2 separate regions of the Mus musculus genome follow, and region 1 is linked to region 2. Evidence: chromatin contacts called from public HiChIP or PLAC-seq data. All regions are on one chromosome and are shown on one strand. The core of a region is the stretch at or near the end of the contact, and the rest is flanking DNA. Distances in the headings are between cores, read along the strand shown. Region 1 has its middle 140 kb from the start of Gm41600. Region 2 overlaps Gm41600 (predicted gene, 41600).

Region 1 (5,363 bases), core at 1,171-3,670, 130 kb after region 2:
CGAACATTATTAGATCTAAGTGAGATAGAGGATCCAAGGCAAAGATGGACAGTAGGGGACTAACACCTTACTTTCATCAGTGGATACCAAAACGGAAACCTAACAAAGAAGCAGTAGAATGAAGTTGTGCTGTAGATTGAGACAGACATTTACAGAAAGCTTTACCCAACAATTATATAACATACACTGTTTCCTTCAGTACCTGGAACTCAAATAGATTCTATTTTAGGGAACAAAATTATTCTTTCCACATGCAAATAATTGAATTCATGTTATATACCTTCTCTGATAACAGAATCAAGCTAGACATTAATAAGCAGAGATATTCCAGAAACTAAAAATTCATAGAAACTGAACAACATGCCACAGAACAATAATGCATCACTGAAAATGGAAACAAAAAAAAATCTTGAAGTAAATTTAAATGGAAACACCATACGTTGAAATACATGGAAACAGCAAATGCCGTTCTCAGAGAGAAACTTACAGTAGTAATGAATGCCCACAACACAAAGAAACATTTCAGGATAACCTGACTTTGGATCTCCAATCTCCATGAAAAAGCAGATTACAGTAAAACTTTGTATCCCCAACATGGGGGCTTAGAGTGATACAGAGGCAATAAGATACTACAGGTACTTGGCTGGCCAGATAATCCAGCCAAAATAGCAATCTTTCAGATTTAGTGAGATTAGTTACCTCATTAATAAATAAACAAAATTAAACAGATAAGAAAACAAAGTTGAGAATGCTAGAAGATAGCCAGTGTCCATCTCTGACCTCCATACATGTATCTATGTACACGTAGATACACATACAGACACATGGAGAGACAATACACACAGATATACACACATACATTCTTTATTATTGAAACAAGAAAGATAAAAAAGATCCTTAGAGACTACTTTGAAGTTCATGTCAATTAATTGGAAAAACTTAGAATAAATGGGAGAAAAATGCTAAAATTAAGTGGTGGATGTAGAAAACCTAAAGAGATCAACAAGGCGTAAGGTCCAGTCTTTAACAAGACTCACCCAGCAAAGGGCAATCCAGAGTCCTGCCACTCCTGATTTCTATCAGTCTTTTATTTATTCATTCATTCATTCATTCATTCATTCATTCATTCATTTATTTATTTATATTAGATATTTTCTTTCTATACATTTCAAATGCTATCCCGAAAGTTCCCTATACCCTCCCCCCGCCCTGCTCCCCTACCCACCCACTGCCGCTTCTTGGCCCTGGCATTCCCCTGTACTGGGGCATATAAAGTTTGCAATACCAAGGGCCTCTCTTCCTGATGGCCGACTAGGCCATCTTCTGCTACATATGCAGCTAGAGATATGAGCTCTGGGGGTACTGGTTAGTTCATATTGTTGTTCCACCTATAGGGTTTCAGACCCCTTCAGCTCCTTGGGTGCTTTCTCTAGCTTCTCCATTGGGGGCCCTGTGTTCCATCTTATAGATGACTGTGAGCATACACTTCTGTATTTGCCAGGCACTGGAATAGCCTCATATGAGACAGATATAACAGGGTTCCTTCAGCAAAATCTTTCTGGCATTGTGCAATAGTGTCTGGGTTTGGTGGCTGTTTATGGGATGGATCCCCCGGTGGGTTAGTCTCTGAATAGCCCATCCTTTCATCTTACCACCAAACTTTGTCTTTGTAACTCCTTTCATGGGTATTTTGTTTCCTATTCTAAGGAGGAATGAAGTATCCACCCATTGGTCTTCCCTCTTCTTGATTTTCTTGTTTTGCAAACTGTATCTTGGGTGTTCTATGTTTTTGGGCTAATATCCACTTATCAGTGAGTGCATATCTAATGACTTCTTTTGTGACTGGGTTACCTCACTAAGGATGATATCCTCCAGATCCATCCATTTGTTCAAGAATTCCATAAATCTATTGGTTTTAATAGCTGAGTAGTACTCCATTGTGTAAATGTACCACATTTTCTGTATCAGACTTCTAAAGAAGAAGCTACTGCAACTCTGCAAAAGCTGTTTGGCAGAGGTGATGAGGAAGCCCCACCCAAAGGATGAGCTACAAGACCACCCTGACAAATGCACAGAAGTTGCACATGCCATTCCCATCAAAGCCCACCTGGCATAGGTAGTTCTAATAACAGACTGCAGATTAACAGTGAGACTAGTTCAAATGGCCAAGGTACCAATTATAGAACTGAGGCATAAATACCAAATGGTGACTTTTAGGATGGTTTGTGAAGTGAGCGTGTATTTGCAGGTGCAGCTGTGTCCCTCCTTCACTACAGGAGCTACTCCCCAGTGGCCTTCTTTTTCACTCTCATCATAGCTACACATTGTTTTCAATTTAACTTCCTAAACACCACCGTCTTATACTACAGATCCTTTTTCAAGAGTCGGCCTGTGGTTGTGGTGATTTACACATGTAATCCAGCCACTTGGGAAGCTGAAGCAGGAAGACTGTGGTTTCAAGGTCAGCCTGGGTTACCTCGGGAGACTCTGTTGCAAAACAAAGAAGAATAAAAACAAACTCCCCTGAAACGTTCACTGGTTGTTGTTGGCCCATGCAATAGGGCCTCCCTCAGCAACTTCAATATGCTGCTTGAACCCTTTCACAATTTTCCAAGCACACAAAATAAATGAATGCATAATTTCTTCTTTTATTTTACCAGAACCTGTTATCAAATTTTCGACTGTGAAGCTAATTGAAATGCTATCACTTATTTATTATGTCTTACTCTAAACTCCCAAGGCTAGTAAATTTCCTTCTTTGTGTGTGTGTGTGTGTGTGTGTGTGTGTGTGTTTGTGTGTGTGTGTGTGTTTGTGTGTGTTTGTGTGTGTTTGTGTGTGTGTGTGTGTGTGTGTGTGTGTGTTTGTGTGTGTGTTTGAATTGTGCCTATGAGGCCAGAAGAGGGTGTCTGATCCTCTGGAGCTGAAATTACAGGTGGTTGTGAGCCACTTGATTTGAGGGTTGGGACTAAAACTCTGGCCCTCTGAAAGAGCAATAAACTTTTGGGACTAATAAGCCTCCTCTTCAGCTCCTGTAAGTTTCTTTTACAATTGATTCTAACACAGCTCAAGTTTTATGGATGCTAGAGTATGAAAAAGTACCAGTTTGATAGCACAGGCCCATAATCCTAATACTGGAGAGGAGAGGCTGGGCCAGTAGAATCTTGAGTTACAACCTGGGATAGATATGAAGACCCTTCCTCAGACAAATAAGCAAATATGAATGACAAGTAGACATCATCATTGTTCACGTGATTGATGCCTCTACCTTCTGCCTCTGTCTAAAATAGTTACTGCTACTCTATGGTCGGTCCCCATATTGCCATATTCAAATAAACAAATCCAAATACATAAAACTCTAATCAAATATATCCCACTGCCTTGAGAATCACTTGAGGCTGTTTCTCTTCAATGAGTCACAGAACCACTCCTGCTTGGACACCGCTAGAAACCACTACCTAGCTTCCTGGGACAACAGATGCTTTCATTGCTGGTTGAAGATAGCAAAGTTAAGGGGGAGTTGGCATTTATTGTATTTTCACACCCTCTTTTTGCTACTCCAACCCAGAATCTAACTAGGGAATCTATTGGGCATCCCACAATATGTATTTGTTAACCAAATGAAAACTACAAAATTAATAAACCCGTTTCTAACCCCTCCTTGCCACTTGGTCACTAATAAATTTCATGACATCACAGAACTTACTTAGACCCTTATCAACGTCTCAGTGCCCTAGTGGAAGAGTCAATGGAGCTGATAATCCTTGACATAAGTTCAAAGATCAACTTGGGATGCTAACACTCTTTCTTTTGAAAAAACAATCACTTGAACTTGACCTATTTCAAACACTGTATGTAAGTATTATTACACAGTGATGTGATTGTCAGGTTTTTGTTTTCTTCAAGTCTGTTGGCACAACTGTGAAGTGACATAAAGTACTAGGTACAGAAAAGGGCCTTTAGAAAGCCTCTGACTAAAATGCTAGCAAGCATTCCTGATGTGGTTATTATTCTGGACAACTTTACATTATATGAACAGAATGACTTAGACCAGATACATTATGAAACCAAGGTAATCATGCCTACCTCCTGCATGCTGGAGCCAAAGCAGCCCGTCTTACAGTAAGCAATAGGTGTTACTATAGCAATGTAAAATTACCCAAGAGTGTGACTCAAAACTTTTTTTATTAACTAAAACTTTTATTAATAAAATTAGATTAGAAGCATATTAAGAGTTCAATATTTTAAGGAATCACCCTTAGGAAAAAGGTATATAGTGATTTGTGTTGGCTATACTGCTATATCATGATTAACATGAGCTATCTAGAATCTCAAGCCTCATGACCCTGCAGATTGGATTCAGTCCAATTACTTTCATTAAATATATGTTAGTTTCAGCTGTAGGTGGTATCTGATGTCGGAGAAAGGAGGTCTGCTTAAAGTTTTAAAATGATTGGACTTTATCATTAACTACTATTTGTGAGTTGGGTAGCCACTACACCAAGTTCTCGCACTCTAATTTCTTCAACTGACTGAAAATGGGGACAGTATAAGCCGCCTCCTAATAGACTGTAAAACCAGCAGGATGATTGTGTTACCTGTCTCTTCAATCCATGCTACTTCTGACTAAATTTAACATCAACTATTTATAAGCTATAATTCTGTAAAATACCTATGAATTATGGTAGCATTCCCACACAGATGGGTTTATGACAGGCTTTGTGATTCAAAAGTCTGCCCTTGGGAAAATACATCATTGTTTGATTAAGTAAAAAAAAAAGCCATTGTAATAGCCAATGAAACACACGCCTTTGATATGAGACACATATCATTGGTGATTTGGTATTCCTTGTATGTGAAGACTTGAAGAGATGATATACTGTGTCATGATTTAGATTTCAACCTAAAATGGACTGAAGATGCCATGGAGTCCTCTATGGGCTTGAGGTCTTGGAATATTTTTCTCTGAATCATCAATTAGATTCTCACAGGAGAGCAGTAGAGGTATAGCTCAACCATTCTTTCTCAGCATCCATGAACCCTAGGGTTTATCTCCAAAACTGAAAAAGGCATACTCTAAATATACTCTAAATAATGTATAACTTTGAAATATAGTCAATTCCTTCAGGCGTTTTATTAATATGACATGCAGGGGTTTTGGTCTTGTACTATTACAGCATCCAATCATCAAATATCAATGGCTAAACAAAGAGCATTTATTATTTGTTTAGCAAGATCTCTTATAGGCTAAGCATCCTTCCAAAGCAGCACTCCTACCATCACATACATACGGTAGTTCACAATGGACTATAATTCCAGCTACAAAGGATCTAATGCCTTCTTCAAGGGGATCAGCACAAAATTG
Region 2 (5,888 bases), core at 222-2,721:
AAAAAGAAAGAAAGCTCTGCTCCACATAGAAGCCATCCTTATATGAAATATTGTTAAAAATCTATGAGTTGCAGCATTTCAACTGATTGTCAAATGCTGTCAATGGGAGCCACCTGTGGGAAATAGAGGTGGGTGTGGGTGATATACACAAGTCACAGAGGGTGAGGCACACTGCCTTGGGTAGATTTTCTTCATCCGCAGGCTTTCAAAAGTCTTCATTATTCACTGGGGAATTGTGATCTTCTAGAAAGAGACTAAGATACATGGCTCAGGCCTATGTGATCCGAGGACCCTTTTGTCATAGACTGTTACATCATACTAGAATACCTTCTTGGGAAATATGGACCTAATCATAAGTAGTAGAACAGACCTAGGAAAAGATTTATTTTTATAGGGCAGTAAAATCCTTTTTTTTCAGGTCAGGGAAGACTTATTCAGGGATGAGATGTGGAGTTCTCATAACCCAAGGCAGCCATTGGGGAGATTTCATTCCAATGAAGCAGTTAGATGAGTGAAAACAAATGAACATAAAATAAGTATATAATAACACCTAGGGAGAATTAAACATCTCTCCACTTAACAGCTGTCACAGAGATAATCGTAGCAACTAGATTGATTGTGGAAGATGAAACTGTAAGTTTAAAAGGGAAGCAGCTGAGTTTGCTTATATCACCTGCAAAGGGACTACTTTTCTTTGGCAGATTGATATTGCACAAAGGTTTGAAGTTTCATTAAAGACGTATGGCTGGATGGCGATGTGGTGTGTTACAGAACCTGTGTGGATAATCAGACAATGCATTGTATCGCACTATCAGGAAATGCAATGGTACTAATGCCGCCTGCATCATGCTCTCCCTTGAACAGCACCTTTACACAAAGAAGCAGTTTGACATTGTGTTAAGCCTGTAACAATAAAAATATCATCAGCACATTTATTATATAATGACAGGTGGATGTATGTCCATTGGGATCTCCTTTTCCAATTTTATAATTTTATAACACTTTAGTATCTATTGTAACTTTGAAAAGTAGTTGCTTTCCCATCCTAATAAAGTCCTTGTATGCATAATGAAAGAATTAAAAAAATAAAAAAATGAAATATGAACAGCCAAACAAAAAAAAAAAAGAAAATTGGAGTTACCCATGTCAAGGGGCACTCACACCTGCAGACAGTGCATTCTTCCTCCCTGGTAAACTTCCTGCCGAAAACAGGTCACAGTTAACAGCTGGAGCGACTTGGAGAGGTTTAAAATTTTTTTTAAACAATTAGTTTTATGTTCTTTTAAATAATTGCTTCATTATATTTGGTACATCTGTGCAGGGGTCTGATGATGACATTTGGTAAATTTCCAAATAGCTGGAAAACTGGGGAATACCAGTTAAGCAATCGCAAAAGCCACCTGTCAGTTTTGAAGAGGCTTTCTCAGTGTAAAAGAGAAATTCAACAAAAGAACTGATCCTGTTCTCTGAAGAAATGGCTCTGTTTCAGATGAGGCTATCAGAGCCTATGTTTCCTTTAAGAAGGTAGGCTGTAGGTAGTTCAGTCGAGGCTAACAAAAAATAAGAGGTTTAGAAAGGAATGCCTGTGAGGAAAGGCATACAACCTGGAGATATCCATTCAAGTCAAAGGAGACAGAGGGGAGACATAGCTATCTACCAGAGGTTCAAATGATGTTCCAGGCGGGAATGTACATTAGCCACAGTAGAAAAGGACAGTTCAGAGAAAAGAGCTGAGCCCACTTTACTTAATATTAAGAACAATTTTTAAAAACAACCATTCAAAGAATGCAGTTGTCTGTCATTGGAGTCTAGGGCTTACAGTTATCGAATGGAGAGCAGGTCCTTAGCAATGGCTGGAAATCCCTTTTTAACAGATCTTGTGCTTAGATTATAGGTGGTAAGATGTCTCTCTGGTTGTAAGTGATCGTGCGATTTTCTGCTTACTCTAATAACATGTTTTGATTCAGAAGCAAATGTACGTCAAGAGATTCACATATCCTTCATGTTGCATACAAAATATTTTCTAGGGATAAATAGGAAATCAAACAGAAGAAAAGAAAGAAACAGAATATTCTTTGACATGTGTGAGACCATGGGTGCACCATCTCAATAAATGACTATTCCTGACTTTATACGAACCAATAAAGACCTTCTTTGCGCTCCGATGTTGCTGGTACTTTAATGCAGGGTTACTTGTATATTAAGTAAGCAATCTACCACAGAACTTGACACTTGACAACAACTCTAATAAATTCCATCTTTCTATTCTTTTTTTTATATTAGGTATCTTTGTTGTTGTTTATTACTTTGTTTGAACCAACCAACTTTATGCCCCATCAACCATCCTTACTTTCAAGAGTGGCTTTTTTAAAAATTTTCTTTTTAAAATTGTTAGATGTAATTATTTTATGTGAGTGTTTTACTTGCATGTATGTCTGTACACCATGTGCATGCATGATGTGCAAGAGGGTCAGGAAAAGGTGTTGGATCCTTTAGAACTATAGTTACAGATGGCTGTAACTCTCGAATTGGGTGCTGAGAATCAAACTTGGATGCTGAAAATTGAACATGGGACCCCTGGAAGAGCAGCCCATGGTTTTAACCACTGAGCCATATCGCTAGGCCTGGGTAACTTTTTACATACAATTAAATGCTTTAATTAAAATTTTGTAGAATATAGATGCTATAGGAAAAAGTTAGCATGGAATATAAATCTGAGTGACTGGGAACACAACTTTAAAAGGAAATTCAGTATTGAACCTTCTGAGAAAGTGACATCTGAGCAAGCAAGAACCTGTGGATCTAAGGCACATCTTCAGGAGGACATCCAGGGAAGGCAAGGATTTAAGAGTATGAAGGACATCTTCAGAAACATATCTAGAATATCCAGTTCCTAAGATAGGACATTTAACTTAGAAATCTAACTGCTACAGGTATATCCTTCCCTATAGTCTTTTCAATATCAAATCAAATCAATTTCTTAGCAAGTGCTACATTCTGATTTGCTTTCCTTAATAAGAAATTCAATTTAGGCATGTCTCAGGACTTGGGAGGTAGAGGTAGGCATATTCCCATGAGTTCAAGGGCACTTTGTACTACATTGTGAATCTCAGGATATTCAGAGCTACAGAGAAAGACTCTTTCTGGGATCTGCAACCCTATAGGTGCAACAACATAATGAACTAACCAGTACCCCGGAACTCTGGACTCTAGCTGCATATGTATCAAAAGATGGCCTAGTTGGCCATCACTGGAAAGAGAGGCCCATTGGACTTGTAAACTTTATATGCCCCAGTACAGGGGAACTCCAGGGCCAAAAAGTGGGAGTGGGTGGGTAGGGGAGTGGGAGGGAGGGTATGGGGGACTTTTGGGATAGCATTGGAAATGTAAATGAGGAAAATACCTAATTTAAAAAAAATAAAGCCACAAGAATCAAATCCTCAAAAAAAAGAAAGAAAGAAAGAAAGACTCTTTCTGAATAAGAATATTATGTAGAAGGAAGATAAAGAGAAGGGTAAGGAGGAGGAGGAATAAGAGGAGGAATAAAACAAGGAGGAAGCTAATTTAATATTTATAAAACTATGTTTTAAAAGCTGAAGAATAAAGCAGAGCTTGTCTAAGTATGTGTATCTACATATAAATTCTTATACATGAATATGTGTGCACACGTGCTTGTTTTTGTATATACTTTATTTTTTGACATTACATGGATTAGTAAAAGTTTATTGACAACCTGTTTGTCATCTCTTGCTTTACTTCTGAAAATTACATTTTAAAAAGTTAAATTTAAGCAAATTATATGATTCTACAACCAGAGTTTAGTTTATTTTCTAAACAACCACTTAGAACCGACTATCCTAAATATGGTACTATCATCCCTAGCAGAAGAAATACTGGTACACAATTATTTTCAATACAGCCTTGACAATTACTTTAATATATCTGCACAGCAATGGGCACCTAATTATGCCATATATATATATATATATATATATATATATATGGCATAAATATATATATATATACATATATATATATATTTACTTATAACTCTTCAACTCATTCAAACATAGGATAAAGATATGTCATCCTCACATGATTGCCTAACTTTTGTAGTCTGAGCATATGCTGGTAATTTGAGCCTGAGAAACTGTAATACATGATATCCTTGAGAGTGTGGTCTGGACCTGAACTTTCTCAGATTTCAGTTAAGTATGTGTGGGTGTGGCTGGGTGTGAAGATGGAAGACAGTAGTTTTCTCTTCCTAGCAGGAGCAATCTGGCTTATTTACTTAAACAAATCAACTAACCAATAAATCATCAATCAACCTACCAACAAACAAATAAAGAAATCCTTAATTCCTTTTGCTGAGCATGAGCAAATTATTCTTCCCCAAACAACAGATAACTCAAGAAATACACATTACACAGGACACTAGGCTGTTTCCTGCCATTTCCATATGTTCCTCTTTGTCTACCTCCTGCTTGCTGCCTTCCTCCATTACTAGTTCCCCACCCACTGATCTGCTCTCTCTTCTTTCTGTCTTCCCTATTTTCCTTTGGGAACAGAGAAATTTATGAAGAGTACACAGTACTTCTTGGTTTTGGTGAAGCCATCATGATATAGGCCCTCTCGGTTCAGTTCCCTAGGAGTGGATTCTGAGACAAGGAATGTCACACTAGGCAATGGATCAGGGTGCTCTTCCCTGGAGGTAAAGGAAAGGAGCAGGTAGGACCAGTGTAAGGAACAAGTAATGTGGTGGCCAGTTCCAAGGGCTGCTTCTAGGCTTCTGTGTGACATCCCACAGTGACTTTGTCATTAGTTATGGTGCCAGCAGAGAACAGGGGGTTGGTCATCTGCCAGGCCAAGAGATGACAATTAAAAATTTCCCAGTTGGTACAACAGCAGGGAACAGGAGCTATAAGGACCTTGGATGAAGCATAAACCTATCCCTTGTGTAGTCCATAACTCCATGGAGGCATGATGCATGGCTGATTTTTAGTTAATATTGTCTATTTTAAAACAAGAATCGATTTCTGTTTGAGCTATGTGAAACTAAATGTCTAATAAACATTCCTGTCCACTCTAGAGATAGAGCTAGCTGTTGCTGACCGAGGCTGAAACCATGGACAACTCCCAACCCCCTGTGGATAAAACAAAGCATAGTGGTTACAAGATATGGTGTCTACATCTCTAAGCTTTTCAAAAATTCTAAGTGAATTCTTTCATAAGGGTTTTGAAAGATTTTTTTTCCAGAATGTCTGCATCACTGAACATCTAAATTTAACCTGTGTATCACAGTTGAGGAACCCTGAGTGTCATAAAGGGCCAACCCATGTTTGAGAGCTTAATTGGATACTCCGATAATCCAAATGCAGTTTTCTCCATCACCTGGGAGCCGGTTAGACTTTGAATCTATGACGAAACTCTGCCATTTAATAGCAGGTTTGTGTATACCTTGGTTTTGGAGAACCCTGAAGGTATAAGATCTTGCTGGAATACACAGAGAGTAGCCTAAAGAAGCCTGCCAGTTTTGGGTCATTCAACTGCACACATGGACTATTAAGAACTCTGGTTGGTCACAATTTCAAGAACAATAACAGATGTAAAGCATCTATTTTTTTTTTCTTTTTGAGCAGGTAGAGTTACCAGAGTGTGCTCAAGTTAATCACCCATTTAATTATAAACAAATAAATAAACATAATAATTGTACCTTGAGCTAATTCAACAAGTAGAGGCACTTGTGTGGAAGGCCTATGACCTGAGTTTTGCCCCCGTATTAGGATTGACTCAACTTTGGAGAGTTGTTTTCTGATCTTCACATACTCTCCCTGCCATGAGTACCAGCCCACATAGGCACAAAACAAATAAATAAATTTACATTTAAA

What was found. HiChIP or PLAC-seq counts read pairs in DNA pulled down with a chosen protein or histone mark.
Region 1: a contact with region 2 is called in an H3K27ac HiChIP or PLAC-seq map of double positive thymocytes, with 2.5 times the contacts expected there. The contact joins two enhancer-like sites. A contact is called at or near these places in 1 of 15 datasets of contacts at CTCF or cohesin (thymocytes), 3 of 484 Hi-C or Micro-C datasets (cortical neurons and double positive thymocytes) and 2 of 115 datasets of contacts at active chromatin or transcription factors (double positive thymocytes and thymocytes).

Annotation. Positions count from the first base shown.
Region 1 is chr17:52,446,476-52,451,838 of GRCm38.p6, forward strand. No RefSeq gene overlaps it. Among named protein-coding and RNA genes, the nearest start is that of Gm41600, 140 kb to the left of the region's middle. Within about 2 kb of position 2,421, at least 26 of the 459 cell types and tissues checked have an H3K27ac peak or open chromatin away from gene starts, as enhancers often do. A contact at or near this core is called in double positive thymocytes, where this site is marked.
Region 2 is chr17:52,315,935-52,321,822 of GRCm38.p6, forward strand. All of the region lies in intron 2 of Gm41600 (predicted gene, 41600), which reads left to right. Among named protein-coding and RNA genes, the nearest start is that of Gm41600, 14 kb to the left of the region's middle. Within about 2 kb of position 1,472, at least 8 of the 459 cell types and tissues checked have an H3K27ac peak or open chromatin away from gene starts, as enhancers often do. A contact at or near this core is called in double positive thymocytes, where this site is marked.